4 separate regions of the Mus musculus genome follow, and regions 1, 2 and 3 are each linked to region 4. Evidence: chromatin contacts called from public Micro-C and promoter capture Hi-C data. All regions are on one chromosome and are shown on one strand. The core of a region is the stretch at or near the end of the contact, and the rest is flanking DNA. Distances in the headings are between cores, read along the strand shown. Region 1 has its middle 62 kb from the start of Fras1. Region 2 overlaps Bmp2k (BMP2 inducible kinase). Region 3 holds the start of Paqr3 (progestin and adipoQ receptor family member III). Region 4 holds the start of Anxa3 (annexin A3).

Region 1 (4,705 bases), core at 1,353-3,852, 480 kb after region 4:
ATAGAGAAGGAAGGAAGGAAGGAAGGAAGGAAGGAAGGAAGGAAGGAAGGAAGGAAGGAAGGAATAAGTGAACAAATAATAAAATAATTGTGTAGCTGGGCTCCTGGGCAGGGACAGATATGGAACTTTTTTTGAGTGATTTATTTTGCTCTTTTATTTAAAGCATCCTTTATTTTTAAACTGTTTGATTAAAAGCCAAATTACAAACTTGGCAAATTTCATACTTGGCAATTTTTTATATTCCAAAAATGTCCTTCCATTCCCATCACCAGCTTCAAAAATGAAATCAACCCTTCTTCAGGACACTGGCCAAAACCAGGGCATCCAGAAGCATCTAACAACTTCCAAATATATCCAGCCCAATCCCATCATGCTCTGAAAAAGGCAAATCTTCTCTTCATACCGCTGTCCTGAGGAACTCCTCCAGTGCTCCCGTGTTCACTTATTTTCAAACTTTGTCAGTTTCTGGGCTGGCTGCTTTCTAGCAATCAAAATTAGTCTACCAGCTGCCTTGGAAATTTTCCCATAGAATATTCCTAATATTTCTGTTTTGCCTAGCCATAGCTAGTGTACATAAATTATACTCCAAGGCAAATGAAATGAAAAAAAGGAGGAAGACTGAAGATAAAAAAGGAGGAGGAGGGGGAAGAGGAGTGGGAGGAGGGAAAGGAGTTTGGGGAGGAGGAGGGGAAGGAGGTTGGTGAGGAGAAGGGGAAGACGAGGGGGAAGAGTAGGAGGAGGGAGTAGTGGGAGGAGGAGTGGAAGAAGGAGAGGGAGGAGGAGAATGAGGAAGAGAAGGAAGAAGGAGGAAGAGGAGGAGTGGAAGAAGAAAAAGGAGGGGAAGAGGAGGGGAAGACAGGGAGGAGGAGTGCGGGAAGGAAGAAGAGGGGAAAGCGGGGAGGGGAATGAAGAGGAGGAGGACGAGGAGGAGGCAGATAGCTGTTTAACAAGCTGACACCCATGAACTTTGACAGGAGTTGCATTTACAAAAGGAATCTGTAAAGAGGAAGAGCAAAGAAGTCCTACTAAGAGCAAACTTGGCAACTGAGTGAGAAACTGAGTGTAAAAAAAAAAAAAAAAGTGGTGCGTGTGAGGAGTGTGGCTAGAGCTGCACAGACTGCTTTAGTCCAGAGTCAAGAATGGAAGATGGCCTCTCTTCATGATGATTAGGATTATGGATCTTCTACCTACTAAGACTCGCCTTTATCTTCAGTAGGCATGGATATGTTCTTACGTTCTAGTGGGATGCCTCTCCCACTGAGTGCAAGAGTGGAGGAAAAGCCTTAGTCCAAGCCAACCTATCCATTCTGCCTCTCAGACACAGTGGCTGGTTGGTTGATCAATACCAGTGGTTCTATGATCGAGACTCCCTTTGGTTGGACTTGTGAGGGACACCATAGCCGCTCAGAGAGCAGCTTGCAGAACCTCAGAATGGGGCCGATCACCATGGAGAATAGCCGAACACTGAGGACACCTTAGTTCAGCTAGCAATGCTGGGGCTACAGAGCCTCTCCAAATGAAACTTCTGGAGTCTTCTTTCATGACCTAGGGATTCTCCACTTCTGGTTTTTTTTAATGAATTTGGCTTTTGTATTCCATCACTGACAACAGAAAGAGTCCAAAACCGATACACGACACACACTTCATTTCTATGAATGCCTCTGTGTCAGCTGTAAAATACGAATGCAGAATATCAGCCTCTTCTGTTGAGGGATAATTTGCAGATTCTGTTGAACTAGACCTCCTTGATGTATAGCCAGGACAAATGGGAAGCAATAATGTACTTGGTAAAATACGAGACTCTGCAACATCACCGTACTGCTTGAGGACATTACTGCAGTCAGAAGCCCTTCACACGCACGACACTGACCACCAGTGGGACCACAAGTGTTTCCAGCAATCCGAGGTCAGCAGTGCCCACCATGTCAGATGGAGAGAGCAGCTAATTTATGTAGGCAATCAGGATTTAGTAATTAAACTGAGTCACGGATGGTGTTTCACTTCATATGCAGTGTGAGTCAGTAGGGGAGTAAGTGCCAGTGATTAGGGACTGATAATAAAATAGGTTATTTTTTAAAAACAGGATGGGATAATAACAGACCGCTCATCAGTATCCTGTTGGCTTCATGTATCAGCTTCGTGTTTTAACCCCTCCCCCACCATGCTAGGAATTGAGTAATTCAGGACTTCACACGTGTGAGGCTGGTGCTCTGTCACCGAGCTGGTCATTAATGCTCTGGATTAAATCTTGATCACTTTAAGGACAGCACTGGTGGAGGGAAAAGCAAAAGAGTATTTCTTTCTCGACGTCTGTTAATTTATCACTTACAAGGCTTTTGGGAGCGCCTACATGATTTAAACTGAGCTGGGCTCAGAGACTGGGGCCATTTGCTGATTCACATACTAGAGAGACCAGAGGGAAAACTTGAGGGTAAACCGACTCAAAGATTTGTAATAAAACCAGGGCCATTGCTTCTGTTTAGTTAATATTGTTTAATGTGTATGAGTGTTTTGCCTGTATGTATGTCTGTGTACCACATGCATGCCTGGTGTCCACAGAAGCCAGGAAAGGGCAAACAGATCCCTTTAACTGCAGTTAGAGGTGGTTAATAGCTGCCATGTGGGTGGAACCTGGGTTCTCTGGAAAAGCGCCAGTACTCTTAATGTCTGAAACATCTCTCCATTCCTCTTGCCTTGGTTTTGTTTATTTGTTTGTTTGTTTTGAATGTTTGATTTTTGTTTTATCCTGTTTGCTTGGTGTTTCTTAGAATAGCAAAATGGAAAGACTAAACGCATTCTCATTTACTTCCGGGGAGGGGGGAGATGGGCTTCTCTTCCTTTCAACTACAAAACCAAATTAAGTTTCACACTGACTAGACTTGCCCATTTCTTAAAAAAAAAAAAAAAAATTAGAACTTACAGTGGCCAAAGAGATCACACACAATACTAATTTTCAGCTGGGATAAATAGTCCGTGCCGGATTCAATAGCGTGGAGAAGTCTAGACTAATAAGCCACTTCTTGAGCTGGGGGAAAAAATCGACCCCCCTCACCCATAGAGTTTCTACCTAAAGCCAGGGTGAAATGGCTTTTGAGAGAGTGGCCATCATACACTTTATGACCACCGGGTGCCTGGCTGGAGCTGAACTATAAGCTGGGCTGGCGGCTCTGCAGAGTGCCCTGCAGCCAAACCGTAGAGATTTCAGCGCAAATGTGCTTTCCCCTCTAAGTAAGTACATTTGGAGAAAGTTATGCAGAGCCCCCTCATGTGAGAGCCCTAATCCTGAAGCCTGGCACAGCTCCACAGTCCTTCTCCCACAGGAGTCAAAAGGAACCAGGGAGAGATGAATTCTCACAGCACACAAATCTATCACCATTATTGCCTGATTTTATTATAATGTTATAGTTTCTCAAGAAATATATGCTTTCTCCAGAATGGCTAACACAATATTAAGGTACATGGCCTTATTTTAGCACTGTCTAATTGCTATTCCAAACACACTGAATTTAGGCCTCTTTTTCTTAGCACTATCATTTGGACCACCTTCAGATGGATGTGACTTTTGGATGCTATGAACATTTCAAATCATAACAGTGAGCGTAAAAGCAAAACAGCCATAATTACACAGTATCTATTTAAGACACTTTACTGTCTTAGATGAGATTAGTCGCATCCCCTAAACTCACCTCTAATTACTCCTGATGACCATAGGGTAACACAAAAGAAAAAGTACACATTTGGTCATTGTCGCTGGCTCCCAGCCCACTCCTAAAAACCTGTGTAACTCCCTTGGAAGCATGGACATTAGGGTATATTTCATTGTGCTGTTTGGTCTTTGGCCCTGGTTCTCCACCAAAACAAAACAAAAACACACAGAATAGGTTCTTGATCTTTTGGAGTGTCCTGGGGACAGCAGTGTTTCCTTTCAGTGAGGTGGTTCTTGGTGGTCCCTTAAGTGGAGGCCAGTCACCAGAAAGGCCATGGCTAGAAGCTTGGGACTTTAATCCTTACCTCTCATCCTTTGGGGAGGGGAGAGGAGCTGGCAATGGAATTAATACTAACCGTGCTTATGTGATCAGTCCTCATAAAACCTCAACCCTTAGAGTCTGATGGCTCCAGGGAAGGTGGAGAAGACATCAGAGAAGACATGAAAGCTCACCACCCATCCTGACCCCATGTCGGGTGCAACTCTTCAGCGTGGCTTCCTAAACAGTATTGTGTGCATTAAGCTGTCCAGCAAATGAACTGTTCTGTGTTCTGAGAGACACTCTAACAAATGACAGACCCAAGGGGGAGAAGGGGTTGCTGAAGCTGAATTACATACGGCCCATGGCTCAGAGGCACAGATAGCAACATGGCCTTGTGGTTGTATCGGGATGGGAGAGTCTTTTGATATTGCCTCTTATCTGAGGGGACTGGCTATGGTTACTTTCAGAACAGAACTGAACTGTAAGCCATCTGGTTGGCACCGGCAGAGAATCCAACAACTCTGCTGCTGGAAGCACCTGGATATACAGAAAGAGAAAGGAGGTTGGGAAACTATTACATTTGAGATAAAAAGCAATGCTTTTTCTTTTTCCCCTCTGTAGATTGTCTCAGCTCAAACAGCACCCAATCTTTTTTTGTTTCTGTGGTTGGCTCTCCTTGAAAATGTTAAGCTCACCTGACAAGCAAGGCCAGGAAATATAGTAGTTGTTCAACAAAC
Region 2 (4,393 bases), core at 1,853-4,352, 260 kb before region 4:
CACAGATTCACACGCACACTCATACACACATACATTCTAACCACCTGTCTCAACCAACTCCACAAATATTTAAGTGTGTTTACATACATAGACATATACGTATACATGTATATATACATAAATGTACAGATGGGGCTGAGCCCCAAATACCATACATAGACATTTGGTGGATGGATGGATGGATGGATGGATGGATGAATGGATGGATGGGGCAGAGGCCCCGAAGGCACATTTTATTTCTTTTCTCTGGACTTTCTATAGACAGAAGTTCTTAGAAAATAAATAAATAAAATGTTACACAAAAGGGGAGTTACAGAAGGATGTGGGCAGTAAGTTCAAAGCAGTGTTCCAATCTGTAAGCTCATTATAAGTTCAGAGCAATGGTTTCACATGGCCTTGCTTTATCATAGAGCACATCTGTGGCTTCACCCTTGGATCTGACCTAAAATGAATGTTTTTCTTTGATCACAAATTTGTCTCAAGCCTATTTCTCTTTTCAGTGTAATTGTGAAAGTTTACTGTATTCTTTATTACACAGCCTTTACCTACCTTCTATGAGGAGTGGGCACATTCTATACTTGCTTCAAATTTTATTATATCTTTTTGGCAAAATAAAACCATCTTTTAAAACTTTCTTCCTAAAATTATTTTAACCAAATGAGGAATTTTATAAAGTCATTAATTTATCTAAACAGTATTAATTCATGAAAGTTCATCTTTATGTTGATCTGTAGGAAATCTACCCAATAGGGTGGGCTATGCCCAGGAATCCTTATACTATGTAATAGTGATAGGAAAGGTATATGAGCTGCAAGAAGCACTCCTGAGATGAAATTTCTGAAGGCCCTGCAATTCAGTTTATCCATCACAGCCATGCAAAAACAGTGGGCCACCTCCAGTAAAGTCACCTGCATGCCTTACCCTATCCAAGATGGCTCAGGACAACTCTCAAATGTTGCAAAGACCAGAGTAAAGGGGACTGAAACTGTGGCTGATGCTGTAAGTTCCTGGAATCTTTGGGTCAAATCTGACTGTTCACAAATTGTAAATGAATATTCCTCTTTAAAGTTTCCTTTACGAGAGGTGTGTGTGAGAGAGCATGTTCATGCAGGTGCCCTTGGAGCTGGACTTACAGGAAGATTTGAGCAGCCTCATGTATGAACTGGGAACCAAGTGAGGGCTTGCTGGAAGAGCAGCAAAGGCTCTTAACCAAGGCGCCATCTCTCCAGCCCCCAGATATGTTTAATATAATCCTCAGACAAATGCACCGGCATGGAAGTCAAGAACTGATTGTAAAGCTGTTCACCACCACACTACTAATAACAGCAAATGATGTCACTGGGGACTGGAGGGATAGCTCAGCATCTGCGGGTAATCCCTGCTCTTAGAGGATCAGGTCAGGTCCCATCACATACACAGTGGCTCACAACTGTCTCTAAGTCCAGTTCCAAGACATCTTTCCTGGACCCTGCTACCAAGTATATACATGGTATACATATATACAGCCAAAACATCTACACACAGAAAATGATTTTTAAGTGAAATGGGAATGATATACAAATGAGTTCAAAATGTCATCTCTCCTATCCATGGATTTAATATTCCAATTGATGCATTTCAATACCACAAACTCATTGCCACAATGTGCGAGGTAATGAATGCAAAGAGAAGCATCGCCTGCTGTCCCTGAGCCTAGACTTACGTAGTAATAAGTGACAGCTACCATCTCATAACACTTCTGGATCAGGCTTTATGTTACGCAGACAGGTAAAGGTCTCAGGAATCCGAGTAGACAGCTACACATGCTTTTATTATGTATGTTAGTTTAAAGAAAATGGGAGAAATGAAACTCAAATCGGATTCATGACTCAAATATGTATTCTTAACCACTACAGTATCTGTAATAAAAACTTAAAACAGGACAGATTTGTCAGGAAATATTATGTAAATAAGGGTCTTCTGGAGGTGACTCTTCAGACTACATCTTTGACACCTTAAAAATTTAAATTTACTCTATTGGAGATATTCTACAGGAATATCTATTTTAGGCATTACACAATCATAATGCATTTTAAGACTATAAAAACAGGCCAGATGGTGGTGACATATCCCTTTAATCCCAGCACTACAGAGGCAGAGGCAGGCAGATCTCTGTGAGTGTGAGGTCATCCTGGTCTACAGAACAAGTTCCAGGATAACCAGGGCTACACAGAGAAACCCTGACTCAAACAAAAAAGCATTATAAAAACGATTTCTCACAATCAAATGAGACAGTGCTTATGCTGTCATCTCCACATGGCTCCTTCCCCAAGGCTCGAGAGACCTGTAACACTACGAGATGAACTTGAAATCCCTTCCTGTCCAATCTAAGTCTCCTGCGCTTGTACAGCCAGCCTCAAAGCTCTCGGCTGATGACCCAAGAGATGAGCTTGGGTCCATATATCAAAGAGATGACCATATATCAAAGCAAACCGAGACTTCTATAAACATTTATATCACTAATAACTCTGCTTTGCCTTTAGAAAAAAATAGTTCAGATTCAGTGTATCTGGTTTTATGTTGAGGTCCTTAATTTAAATAAAAAAGGTTTGGTTTACGGGACATCAGTAGACAGTTTCTTGTGGTGCGTGTGTGCGTGTGTGCGTGCGTGCGTGCGTGCGTGCGTGCGTGTGTGTGTGTGCGTGTGTGTACATGAGAGGGCTCATCCACATGCAGAGGACAAAGGTTGGGGTCTGGATGTCCTCAGTCACTGTCCCACGTTTTTCTGTTAAAGACAAGTCTCTCACTAAGCTGTCATTGCAGTTGGACTGGCTGGCCCTCAAACCGGAAACAGGCCTGTCTCTACCCCTAGCCCATCCCCCGCAGCGGCCCACTCCCACCACACCGTGCACCACCTCACACCCAGGCTGGGTTGCGGAAGCACACTGCCATGCCCATCTGTCTTTACTGAGGGGGCAGGGATCTCCACCTGGGTGCTCATGCCTGCACAGCGAGCACGTTACTGACCGAGCCATGTAGCCAGGCTTTCCTTAAAGCACTGGGCTCTGTGCTTTACGATGGTCAATTAAATTTATTTATACTCCAAGGCAAACAAACCTTATCGAAAGGTCAGAATTGCAAAGGCTAATTACCTTTGGGTTTGTGGTTGCTGAACTCCCCAGGAGCAGGGACTTTGACAGGCGTTGCTGAACTCTGAATGGTCAGCACACTGGAAGTGGCAGCAGTGGAATTGGCCTTTGGTCTTTGTCTTGGTGCAATTGAGGTTTCTGTTGGTCCAATGGTATCTGTTATTCTATAATAGAAAAATATAATTCATTCCAAATAATGAAATTATCTCTAAATTACTATTCATTCTACAAAATACAGACACAGTTGATTATTACAGATGACCACATCAGTCATCTGGTTTCCTTCTAAGTATCCACCTCAGAATATCAGCTCAATAAAGCTAATAAAGAAAACAATACAGGCAGCCATAGCTGTTGAAACGTCAGCCTGCCAAGCTGGAAGTACAGGAGACTTAAGGGACAGCATTACGACTGAGAGTGCACAGAGAGCAATGTTCTCACAGGGTTTTGTACAAAACCCAGATCCAGTTCTTTAAAAAGACACAAGAAATAATCCCCCTCACTTGGACTCAAGAGAAAGAAAATGCTGTCTGTCTCCTAGAGCAGGTAAAACCAGAGAAGCCAGTGCTTGCCAAGTCAGGCTGCCTGCTCACCCAACCTTTGTTGTCCTAGAACACTGAATGGCAATCAGGAGAAATGTCTGACTGGGACTCCGCATAAGCCCCAAATGCACACAGCAGAACAGCAAGCACAATTTTGAAAACAAGGATTAGCAGACATAAGTGACATTTCAAAACAACAATAAAAATAGGTAAATTTATTTTTAGCATTCATACATGCACACAATGTATCTGAAACAAATCCAATCCCCAAATCTCTCCCCTCCAACTTCCTCCTTATTTCCCTCAAAACTTGCCCCTCACAACTTCATGAGATCTTTTGTTTGTTTGTTTGTTTTTGATACCCACTCAGTCCATTTAGTACTGCCAGTATGTGCATGAGTGTGGGACCAATATAATCTGAAAATTACATATTTTTTCAACTTTGCTTTCTATACTTATAAACTCTATAAAACATTAATAAATCTCTCCTATATTTTTAGTGACTTCACTTAATATGATTTCAAATGATTTAACAACTAACACTGTATATGCCTGATTTATCATGCCCACAGTTCCTGCAGCACACACTACCCCTCTTTCATAATACCTCTATGTACCACTAGAGGGAGCCCCCCAACACTTATCTTTCTAAAAGGAAAGTAACAAAAAACTGCATGACAACATTTCAGAAAATTCCGGTTGGTACCTTAAAGGAATTCAGTA
Region 3 (4,376 bases), core at 1,066-3,565, 320 kb before region 4:
TTTGAAATGTAAATAAAGAAAATATCTAACAAAAAAAGAGTAAAACTTAGTTGTTAAAAAGGAGGGCGGGGGGCGCTTGTCATGATGACCAAAATACTTGAGCCCACTTCCTTGTCCAAGCCCAAAATCTTACCTAAAGTCTACTTCTTTTGTTGCACCCTAAGATTAAAATTCCTGCCTTACCCCACTTCCCTATTACAACCTAAAGTTAGATTCTCGATGAAACTTACTTCCTTATTATGCCCTAAAGTCAGATTCCTGCCTGAAGGCCATTTCCTTGTCATGCCCAATGTCAGACTCCTGCCAAGTGGCACCCCAAAAGGCTCTCTACAAGCTGCTATGAACATAGCGGAGCATGTGTCCTTGTGGTATGGTGGAGCATCTTTTGGGTATATGCCCAGGAGTGGTATAGCTGGGTCTTGGGGTAGTACTATTTCCAATTTTCTGGGAAACAGCCAGATTGATTTCCAGAGTGGTTGTATAAGTTCGCAACCCCTGCACCACTCGAGGAGTCTTCCTGTTCTCCACATCCTCACCAGCATCTGCTGTCACCTGAGTTTTTTATTTTAGCCATTCTGACTGGTGTGAGGTGGAATCTCAGGGTCGTTTTGATTTGCATTTCCCCAATGACTAAGGATGTTGAACATTTCATTAAGTACTTCTCAGTCACTCAAAGATTCCTTTGTTGAGAATTCTCTGTTTAGTTCTGTACCTCATTTTTAAAAAAATGGGCTATTTGGGTTTTGTTGTTGTTGTTTGGTTGGTTGGTTGGTTTTTTTGTTTTGTTTGGTTTTGGTTTGGTTTTTTTGGAGTCTAACTTCTTGAATTCTTTGTATATTTATATATTTTGGATATTAGCCCACTGTCTGATGAAGAGTTAGTGAAGATCTTTGCCCAGTCTGCCATTTTGTCCCATTGACAATGTCCTTTGCCTTACCAAAAAAAAAAGTTTTGTCCCACATTGCTGGACTTTTTTATCTGTTGATCTTTTGCTTGTATTATGGTTTCTGATTTTGTGTTTTTTATAGAGTTGTCTGTATTTGTGTGCTTCTATGTGTACATATCTCTGTACATTTGTGTTTATTGTGCTTTTCCTTTGTTTTATTTGTTTCATAGTTTTATTTTTAAACTACCTGTCTGTTTTCTAGAGAGAGGAAAAGGGCATGGAATTTCAATGGCGAGAAGGTAGGAGTGATTTGGAAGAAGATGGGGGAAAGAAAGCAGTGATCAGGATATATTATATGGAAAAACATTAAGTTTTATAAAGTATCATTGTATTCTATAAAAGAAAGAAATCTGAGTTAGACAGTTTGAACTAAAACAAAACGATTGGTGATATCCAGAATGAGTCTCTTTCCCGACTGATAAACTGTCCAACAATAAAATATTTATGGTCTTTTAATATATATATTTACATTTTCATGGTCTTCCCCTGAACTCAAAGATAATTACCAGATGACTCTCACTCAGTAGTGACTCACCTTGAAGACATGATCACATTTCTTACCTCTTATAAACGTACTTTAAAGATAAGTTTCAAGTTTAACCTTGCCATCATAAAATAATTCCTCAGTTCACACAGCTGTATCAGTGTATATAGGTAGATATTTATATGAATTACTATGATATGTGTCTTGTCCTAAATACGACCTTAACTTGTTAATAAATATAATATATAAAAAATCCTAATGTACCTAGTAGTCAAAAACAAACAAAACAAAACAAAAACAAAAAATCCACACCAAGGTCCCTTCTGTGTGTATCTCATCAACAATACACCATCCAGCTGTAAGTTAGCTTGAATTATTTACCTTTCTGTTACTCTCTTCTTGTTATTCAAAATACAGTAAATATCACTTCTAATGGAAAACAGAAAAAAAAGAATCACTTGGATTTGGTCGTACTTGGATTTGGATTTTTCACCTGAAGCTGAAGGGAGATGGGCGGACCTGATTGGAGTTAGGGGTGGGCCAGATAGGGGCGGGGCTAGGGGCGGGCAGAGCAGAAGGGCGGGGCTAGGGGCGGGCCGGATGGGGGCGGGACTAGGGGCGGCCCGGGTAGAAGGGCGGGACTAGCGGTGGACCGGCTAAGAGGGTTTGGCTAGGGGCGGGACACCCAGTAGGGCGGGGCCAGAGGTTGACTGGCTGGCGAAGGAGGAACTAGGGGGCTCTCCAGCCAGGTAAAGGACGGGGCGGCAGGCGGGTCCTGCTGGTAAAGCCCGAAGGAAGGGCGGGCCGCCAAGGCGAGGGGCGTGGAGAGGGCGGGGCTTTTCGGCGCGCTGACGTCAGACCAGGCTGCGACGCCGGCGGCCGTCCAGAGCTGAAGCGGCGGAGGTGTGTGTAGCGGAGCCGGGCCTGAGCAGACGCGGGCCGAAGCTCCTGGCTCAGCGGCGGCGGCTCCGGGGCGGGGGCGCCAGCGGCAAAGCCCCCTCCCCGGGGAGGCGGGGCCGGGCCGGCGCCTGGGAACCATGCATCAGAAGCTGCTGAAGAGTGCGCACTACATCGAGCTGGGCAGCTACCAATACTGGCCGGTCCTGGTACCCCGCGGCATCCGCCTCTACACCTATGAACAGATCCCGGTATCCCTCAAAGACAACCCCTACATCACCGACGGCTACCGGGCCTACCTTCCTTCCAGACTGTGTATCAAAAGGTACAGTGGCTGCTCCCTGCGGCGCATCCTCTCCTCTCACGCTTTTTGTCTGCTCTCCCCATCTTTCTCCGCTATTCTCTGTGCGCATCAATTCCTCACCTTTGGGCCCTTTATCTTTTTTCTGCTCTCTCTCCTCCGCGGGCCCTTGATCCACGAAATAACAATGATATTTACAGTGGTCATCGTTCCCTTCTCCATTGGCCCTTTGCTGTTTACAAAGCGCTTTTACATCCTTTTTTCCATTTGGTAATCACTGGGGATATGGGTTGGAATCTTCCCTACTGACAAAGGCCGAACCTTATTTGCTTTGTATACCTGAGCTGTGTTTCTAGGGCAGCTCTGTGGGGATTCAGAAGTGTTGGCCAGCTGAATGTCCATTCAATAGCAGACAGGTCCACATTGTTGTGCATATGTATGTGGGAAGCCCTGATTCATTCAATCATCTACCAAATGCGCATTGAGGCTCTGCTAGCTAATAGGCACTATACCAGTTGCAGAAGGCAGGCATGGTCCTCGTTCCCATGAAGCTGCTGAGGTCTAGCCTGAGTGGCAGACACTAAAGGGATAATTACACTATTACATAATAGTAATTGTGGAAAGTGCTGTGTAGGAGAAACCCTGTAGCAAAGAACTCTGAAAGGGGACAGCCAGACCAACAGAACACCTTAGAAGCCTCCAAACAACATGGGTTTGTTGATTTAGAGCTTTAAAATGAGAGTCTCAGAAGCTTCTGTTTAAAAAGAAAATTTTAAAAATGGCTTTGGTTTTCAGGGTAGTCTTCTGTCAGACCTCACTGTATGTACTAAAGTTTTTGCTCTATCAGAAGCATGGTGCAGCCCTCCAGGTCACTGGAGTGGCCATCTCTGCTTCCCACAGTGTGGGCTGTTGAATTGCCCAACTAGCAGCCACGTGTGCGTTTATTGATCTCTCCAGCACAGTCTTTCCCCATCCCATTTCTTTTTGTACTGCCTTGAAAGGATTTTTGTGGCCTTGTTTGAATGGATGACCAAGTGGATGTCACAATTTGAGTTTTAATTACTGCTTTATCTCCCCAGTGCTTCTGGTACATAATTAAGAAATCAGAGCTAGGCCCTGCTGTGGGGATGGAGGAGACAGGCCAGAAGTGGACTGCTGTGAATATTGTACCCACCCAGCAGTGCTCCTCTGCATTCTGATGTCTTGAGTCCAAATCTGAAGGAGTTGAAACCAGGACTTATAAAACGTTAGATCTTGAGTTGTTGAGTCAGATGCAAGTTCACAAACATGCCTCTTAACTGCTTCAGAAATTTGAGCAAGAGTTAACCTGTTGATTTTGAAGATAAACAAAATTTACGAGTGCCCAGCTTTTCTGACAGTACTACTTTGTCTTTTGTGGGGATAGTCTTCCTACAATGTTGATCTTATCCAAGTTGGACCTTTAGCCTCTCTTCTTCTAACTTTCAAGAGTCTCACAGACAGATTTTACACGTGAAGAGAGGTTTTATATGTCCATCCATTCTACCTGCCTCTGTTCCTGGGAAGGAACATGGATAGAGTATGTTTAGTTAATCAGGTTATACTGGGTTCCATCCAATGAGTGCTGAGGCAACAGGCAGAATGTAGCGCTGCTTGCCAAAACAGCCCTGTAATTAGATGCTTCTAGAGCATTCTGTTAGTTCCTCCCCCAATTGCAGAGAGCCTTTATGTTGATGGTAGGCATGATAAAGTCTGCGTCTCCAGATACA
Region 4 (4,873 bases), core at 822-3,321:
CCGAATGCAGCTGTGTTCAGAGCTGAGGAGTTTCATAAGCAACTGGATCAGGAATGGTCACTTTAACCTCAACAATAGATCAATCCATTGATGGTGTCCTAATTTAATGGGAAACAGTGGAAGCTTAAGGGGTAAGACTCCCTAAAGAGAGCAGATCCCTTAGGAGCGGCCTCAGAGCTCCCTGTATTCTCCCTGGCACTGCCCACACTTGGTCTCTGCGTCTTGGCGGCCATGAGGTGGGGTATTCTCCTCTGCCAGGGACTCTGTTATGAGCATGTCCTGCCTCACGTTGAATGATTAGCAACGGAGCCAGCTGACCTGACCTGGGCTAAAATCTCTAAAACCATGAGCTAAAAAGACATCTTTCTTCCTTTTAAATTCTTCCTCTCAGATGTTCTGTCACACAGACAAAATGCTAACACATCTCTTAATTCGAGACCTAATTTGAGTCAGGATTTCCTCATGTGTAAAATAGGGAGATGGCTGTTTCTATTGCTGGGAGGAAATAAGATAGATTATGCTGTCAGCCAGCATCTTGTGTTTTTACTAGGTGTCAGGTGACAGGCAAAGTGTTAGAAAGTGAGCTCTCAAAGCTGGGGATTTGTGCAATGTTTATTCACTGGTGTATATGAAAAAAAAAAAACTGTATTCAATGATTTAAACATAAGCCTCAGAATAACCTAGTTAGTGAGAGAGACATCATTAACAGCACAGGAAGATGCTGGAGGCACAGGAAGCAATAGTGAAATCCCCACCATACAGCTATTGGGTCGACCCGACTGAACCCAGGCATCTAGATTGCAAAGGAATGAACCGTTAATCCCCAAGCCCTGTGGCCCCGGACCCAAACTGATGCTTGACATTTGTTGATCCAATATAATGTGGAAATTTCTAAGAAGTATTATCAAGCCATCCTTTAAGCTTGTAAAAAGTAGAGAATTACTCCATAGTGCAAGCCAAGTGATCTAACAATAGAGCTTTAAACACATCCTTCCTGAAGGGGATTACAGCAGCTACATTTTCTTGTACTTCCTCCTGCTGGCATTTCTACCGATTTCTCAACACCAACAGATCTGCGGACAGTGGTCTGATCTTCGTTTGAGTTTAAAAGTACCTTTCTAGGCAGTTTGAAACTTCCACCTTCAGGAAAACCAGTAATGATTCTTCATAGAATAACCTTTTAGTCTGCTTTTTATGATGTTGGTGAGGAGTAGAAACTGAAGTTCTCTCGGGGGCAGGAACCTCTTCTCTTTAACGCACCTCCTGGGGAAGAATTTTGCCCCGGCTGCTCAACTTTCTATTGGCACAGGACCCAGAACTTCTATATATGGCTATTTGCAATCACAAACCACATACCTCTACCTCGATACCTCACCTGCTGACTCAAGAAGCAGGGGAGGTGATTCATGTCTAGTGAATAGAATTCTGTTGCAATCAAAGAAAACGGTGTCTTTTAAAAGAGAAAACCGAAGTTCCCCAACTCTCAAAGTCCAATACATCTTTCTCCTACCTATACAAAGTAAAGCTAAAAGACACTTGGAGGGGAGAAAGATCTCTCATGGGAGCCTTAGGAAAAAAGTTCTCAGCACAGAACTCTGAGCAGGGGCAGGAGACCTTCCTCTAACCCTTCTTCTTTTAAATGTTTCCGAGACATTTAGGAATGAGCAGTCCCCTGGATGTGAGCTTGGGCTGCAAGACCCTAAGTTTGATAACTTACTCAGCTCGGCCCTTGTGCCCCCCAGGTCAAGTCTCTTCTATTTCCATAGAAGGGAAGAGGGCTTGGGGGAAGGGAGGGGAGGGAACAGCCCCAGGAGCAAGCTGCGCTCACGACCTGGGACTCCGCGGGAACCTGATGTTCCGTGGTTGTAGAGGGGCGGGCATGGGAAACTTACCCTTGGGGCCGCGGAGGCGAAGCCCAGGCAGAAGCTCAGCGAAGGTGAAAGATCAGCCTCGGCCGGCCGTAGCTCCCGGCTAGCCTGGGTGGCAACCCAGACCGCACCCTTCCTCAGCCCCTCCTCCTGTTTCTACTCACGGACTGCCCAGGACCGGCTTGCAAGTGGCTCTTGGATCCAGGATCCTCTCTGCTCCAGTCGTGACCTACCCACCACGCCCCCCTCGCAAGCCCTCCCCTTCCCCTGTCTCCCTCACATCCTCCTCCAGCTTCCTCCAAACCCAAACCCTTTCCTCTGTCTTCTTTCTTTTCACTTTTCTCACCCCCCGCCCATCCCCCGCCCACCCCCACTCCCACCCCCTCCTTTTAGGGCTTGGCTCATTTTCTAGACAGCATGGATTCAGAGTTGACAGTCCTCACAGGTACCTATACTAAGTATGGCTTACTTACCTAGAGGGTCCTTCGAGTCAGGCACTGGTCTAAACCCCGCATGATAACCAAACTACAAGACAGATGCGATTGTACTCATTTTACAAGGAGTCACAGAGGCAAGGGAGGTCAAATCATACAGAAAGAACGGCAGAGCTAGATTTTGAGTTTATGAGTCTGAGGAGTGTCTCTGCTTGGCCTTTTGACTCTAAAGGGAGGATTAGAGCTCAGAGAAGCACCAGTGTTTGTGTTTTGAGCCCTCAGAACCACAGGTAAGTCACGGAGGATAAACATTAAATTCCCACTAAAATGGCCAGTTTTGTGTCAGCTCCCCACAAACTAGAACCCTTAATTGAGAAAGTGACTCCCATAAAATGAGGTTTAGGCAAGCCTTTAGGACTCTGTTTCCTTAATTAGCGTTTGAGGTGGGAGGACCCAGACCATTGTGGGCGGTGCTATCCCTGGGCTGCTGGTCCTTGTATGCCTTTAAGGACTGATCAAGTCCTAGAGAGCAAAATAGACAGCATTCTTCCCTTGGCCTTTGCGCAAGCTCCTGCTTCCGGTTCCAGGGTCCCTCTAGGTTCCTGCCCTGACTTCTTTCAATGGCAGGGTGTGCTGCGGACGCATAAACTGAAACAAACTCGTTCCTTCCTCCTCAAGTTTCTTTTCGCCACGATGTTTTACCCCAGCAATAGAAACCTAAAGACATCCACTTAATATCGGGTAGTGTCTGTGAAAGAAGATAGGTGGAAAAGCCACTAATTATCAGACATTGAAGTTAGTGGACTATGTCATCTGTTTACTTTTACATTCTTCAGGTTGTTTCTAGGACACAGAAGTTTTTATTAAAGCCTGTGGAACAGAGGGGCTAGGGGAATATCTCAGAGGGTAAAAAGTTTGTAAAAAACGAGGTCCTAAGTTTGAATCCTCAGGACCCATGTAAAATTTGGTATTAATCTGTGTTTTGGAGCTGGCTGGCAAACCAGCTTAACCAATGGTAAGTTCCTGGTTCTGTGTGAGACTCTGTCAAGGGAATAAGGCAGACAGCAACACTGGAAGACATACTGCTCTGGTTTCTGCATGCTCAGACACACACAACAAACGCATGTGCATATACACCCCACTACCACTATCACCACCACCACCACCACCACCACCACCACCACCATCACCACCACAACCTCCAGCATCACCACAACCTCCAGCATCACCATCATTACCCTCATCATCACCGTCATCATCACCACCACCACCACCACAAAACATAAAGATGTACAGAAGAGGAAGCAAGTGTAGACAAACTGAGTGAGCAGGTCAAGTAAGTGGATGTGGTCAGCAGACCAGCCCTGATGTTACTCTACCTCGGTGCAGAACTTCATCAAGAATCTTAGGTTTTCTGTATTGGGGCATAGTTATAGTTTTTCTCATATGTTATTTTATGTTAGTTCCAAATATTGATGTAGCAGTACTATAAAATACTATTTATTAGTTCTTAATTCCTTTTACATTTATTTATGTCTGTATATGTGCCTATGTGTGCATATTTGTGTATGTGTGCATGCTTTTGTGTGTGGCATGTTTAATGGCATATGAACTCAGATGGGAGGTATGTGTTTGTGTGTGCATGTGTATGTGCATGCAATTGTATGTGAGCTCAGATGGTGTGTGTGTGTGTGTGTAAACTTGTATCTGTATAGGTGACACGTGAGCTCAGATGCTGTGTGTGTATGTATGTGTGTATGGAATGGTATGGAATGGTATGTATAGTGTGTGTGTGTGTGTGTGTGTGTGTGTGTGTGTGAGTTCACAAGCACAATGGCATGTGAACTCAGATGGTTAAGGTCCGTGGCAGGTGCCTTTACCCACTGATCCCTGTAGGTGGTCTGGTCAGGTTTGAAAACTTAAATCAAATGCCCAGGGTCATAGTGTTACTAACAAGCCTGACCACACAGAACAGATTGCTAGTGAGGATAAAAGAAGAAAGTGGTCCAGCCATATGGAAGATAATTTAGTTGCTTCTTACAAAACTAAATATAGTCTTATTATTCAATCCAGGAATTGTGCTTACTGGTGTTTGTCCAAGTATCACGGAAGCTCTGTGCTCGCTAACAACTACACATACGTATTTGTACCAGCTTTATTCGTAATTGCGGAAATGTGAAAGTACCAAGATGTCCTTCAGTAGGTGGATGGGCAGTAGACTGTGGTACATTGTATATTGTAATTTTATTCAGGACCCAAAGCAGGTGAGCAATCAAGCTATAAAGGTACCTGAAATGTATCTGGTTAAGTGAAGAAGCCAGCTTGTAAAGGGTGTGGTTCCTACTCTGTGACATTCTGGAAAAGACAAAACTACGGAGACCTTGAGAAGGTTGGTTAGTGGTTGTCAAGAGCTGTGGTGGGGGAGGGTATTAGCAGGTGGAACAGAGAATTTTTAGAGCAGTAAAATCATGCAGTATGACTCTAACGATGGATAACTGACATTATATACTTGTCAAAACACGGACTGTATGGTGCCAAGAAAACTTAGGCTTAAACCTTAAGAAAACTATG

The links. Promoter capture Hi-C pulls out the DNA fragments that hold promoters and counts their contacts. Hi-C and Micro-C count contacts between places; a contact is called where the count stands out from the background.
Region 1: a promoter capture Hi-C map of second pharyngeal arch cranial neural crest shows a contact between it and region 4. The contact joins the enhancer-like site here to the promoter of Anxa3 in region 4. A contact is called at or near these places in 13 of 39 promoter capture datasets (3T3-L1-derived adipocytes, the C10 cell line, the HPC-7 cell line and 8 more), 1 of 484 Hi-C or Micro-C datasets (the CH12 cell line), 8 of 115 datasets of contacts at active chromatin or transcription factors (embryonic basal ganglia, embryonic limb bud, embryonic stem cells and 5 more) and 1 of 9 other capture datasets (embryonic stem cells).
Region 2: a promoter capture Hi-C map of liver shows a contact between it and region 4, with 4 times the contacts expected there. The contact joins the enhancer-like site here to the promoter of Anxa3 in region 4. A contact is called at or near these places in 15 of 39 promoter capture datasets (the 3T3-L1 cell line, 3T3-L1-derived adipocytes, the C10 cell line and 9 more), 17 of 484 Hi-C or Micro-C datasets (the HL-1 cell line, MC3T3-E1-derived osteoblasts, Sertoli cells and 12 more), 6 of 115 datasets of contacts at active chromatin or transcription factors (bone marrow-derived macrophages, embryonic stem cells, extraembryonic endoderm stem cells and 2 more) and 4 of 9 other capture datasets (adipose tissue, embryonic stem cells, liver and 1 more).
Region 3: a Micro-C map of embryonic stem cells shows a contact between it and region 4, with 3 times the contacts expected there. The contact joins the promoter of Paqr3 here to the promoter of Anxa3 in region 4. A contact is called at or near these places in 9 of 39 promoter capture datasets (the 3T3-L1 cell line, 3T3-L1-derived adipocytes, the HPC-7 cell line and 5 more), 4 of 484 Hi-C or Micro-C datasets (bone marrow-derived macrophages, embryonic stem cells and granulocyte-monocyte progenitors), 5 of 115 datasets of contacts at active chromatin or transcription factors (bone marrow-derived macrophages, embryonic stem cells, microglia and 1 more) and 2 of 9 other capture datasets (adipose tissue and liver).

The regions. Positions count from the first base shown.
Region 1 is chr5:96,309,343-96,314,047 of GRCm38.p6, reverse strand. No RefSeq gene overlaps it. Among named protein-coding and RNA genes, the nearest start is that of Fras1, 62 kb to the left of the region's middle. Within about 2 kb of position 2,602, at least 2 of the 459 cell types and tissues checked have an H3K27ac peak or open chromatin away from gene starts, as enhancers often do. A contact at or near this core is called in second pharyngeal arch cranial neural crest, where this site is marked.
Region 2 is chr5:97,055,765-97,060,157 of GRCm38.p6, reverse strand. It overlaps Bmp2k (BMP2 inducible kinase), which reads right to left. Exons shown (of 16, transcript NM_080708.1): 10 at 3,132-3,292. Among named protein-coding and RNA genes, the nearest start is that of Paqr3, 54 kb to the left of the region's middle. Within about 2 kb of position 3,102, at least 8 of the 459 cell types and tissues checked have an H3K27ac peak or open chromatin away from gene starts, as enhancers often do. A contact at or near this core is called in liver, where this site is marked.
Region 3 is chr5:97,109,535-97,113,910 of GRCm38.p6, reverse strand. It overlaps Paqr3 (progestin and adipoQ receptor family member III), which reads left to right and starts at 2,315. Exons shown (of 7, transcript NM_001359910.1): 1 at 2,315-2,652. The coding sequence starts at 2,468.
Region 4 is chr5:96,790,583-96,795,455 of GRCm38.p6, reverse strand. It overlaps Anxa3 (annexin A3), which reads right to left and starts at 2,071. Exons shown (of 13, transcript NM_013470.2): 1 at 1,893-2,071.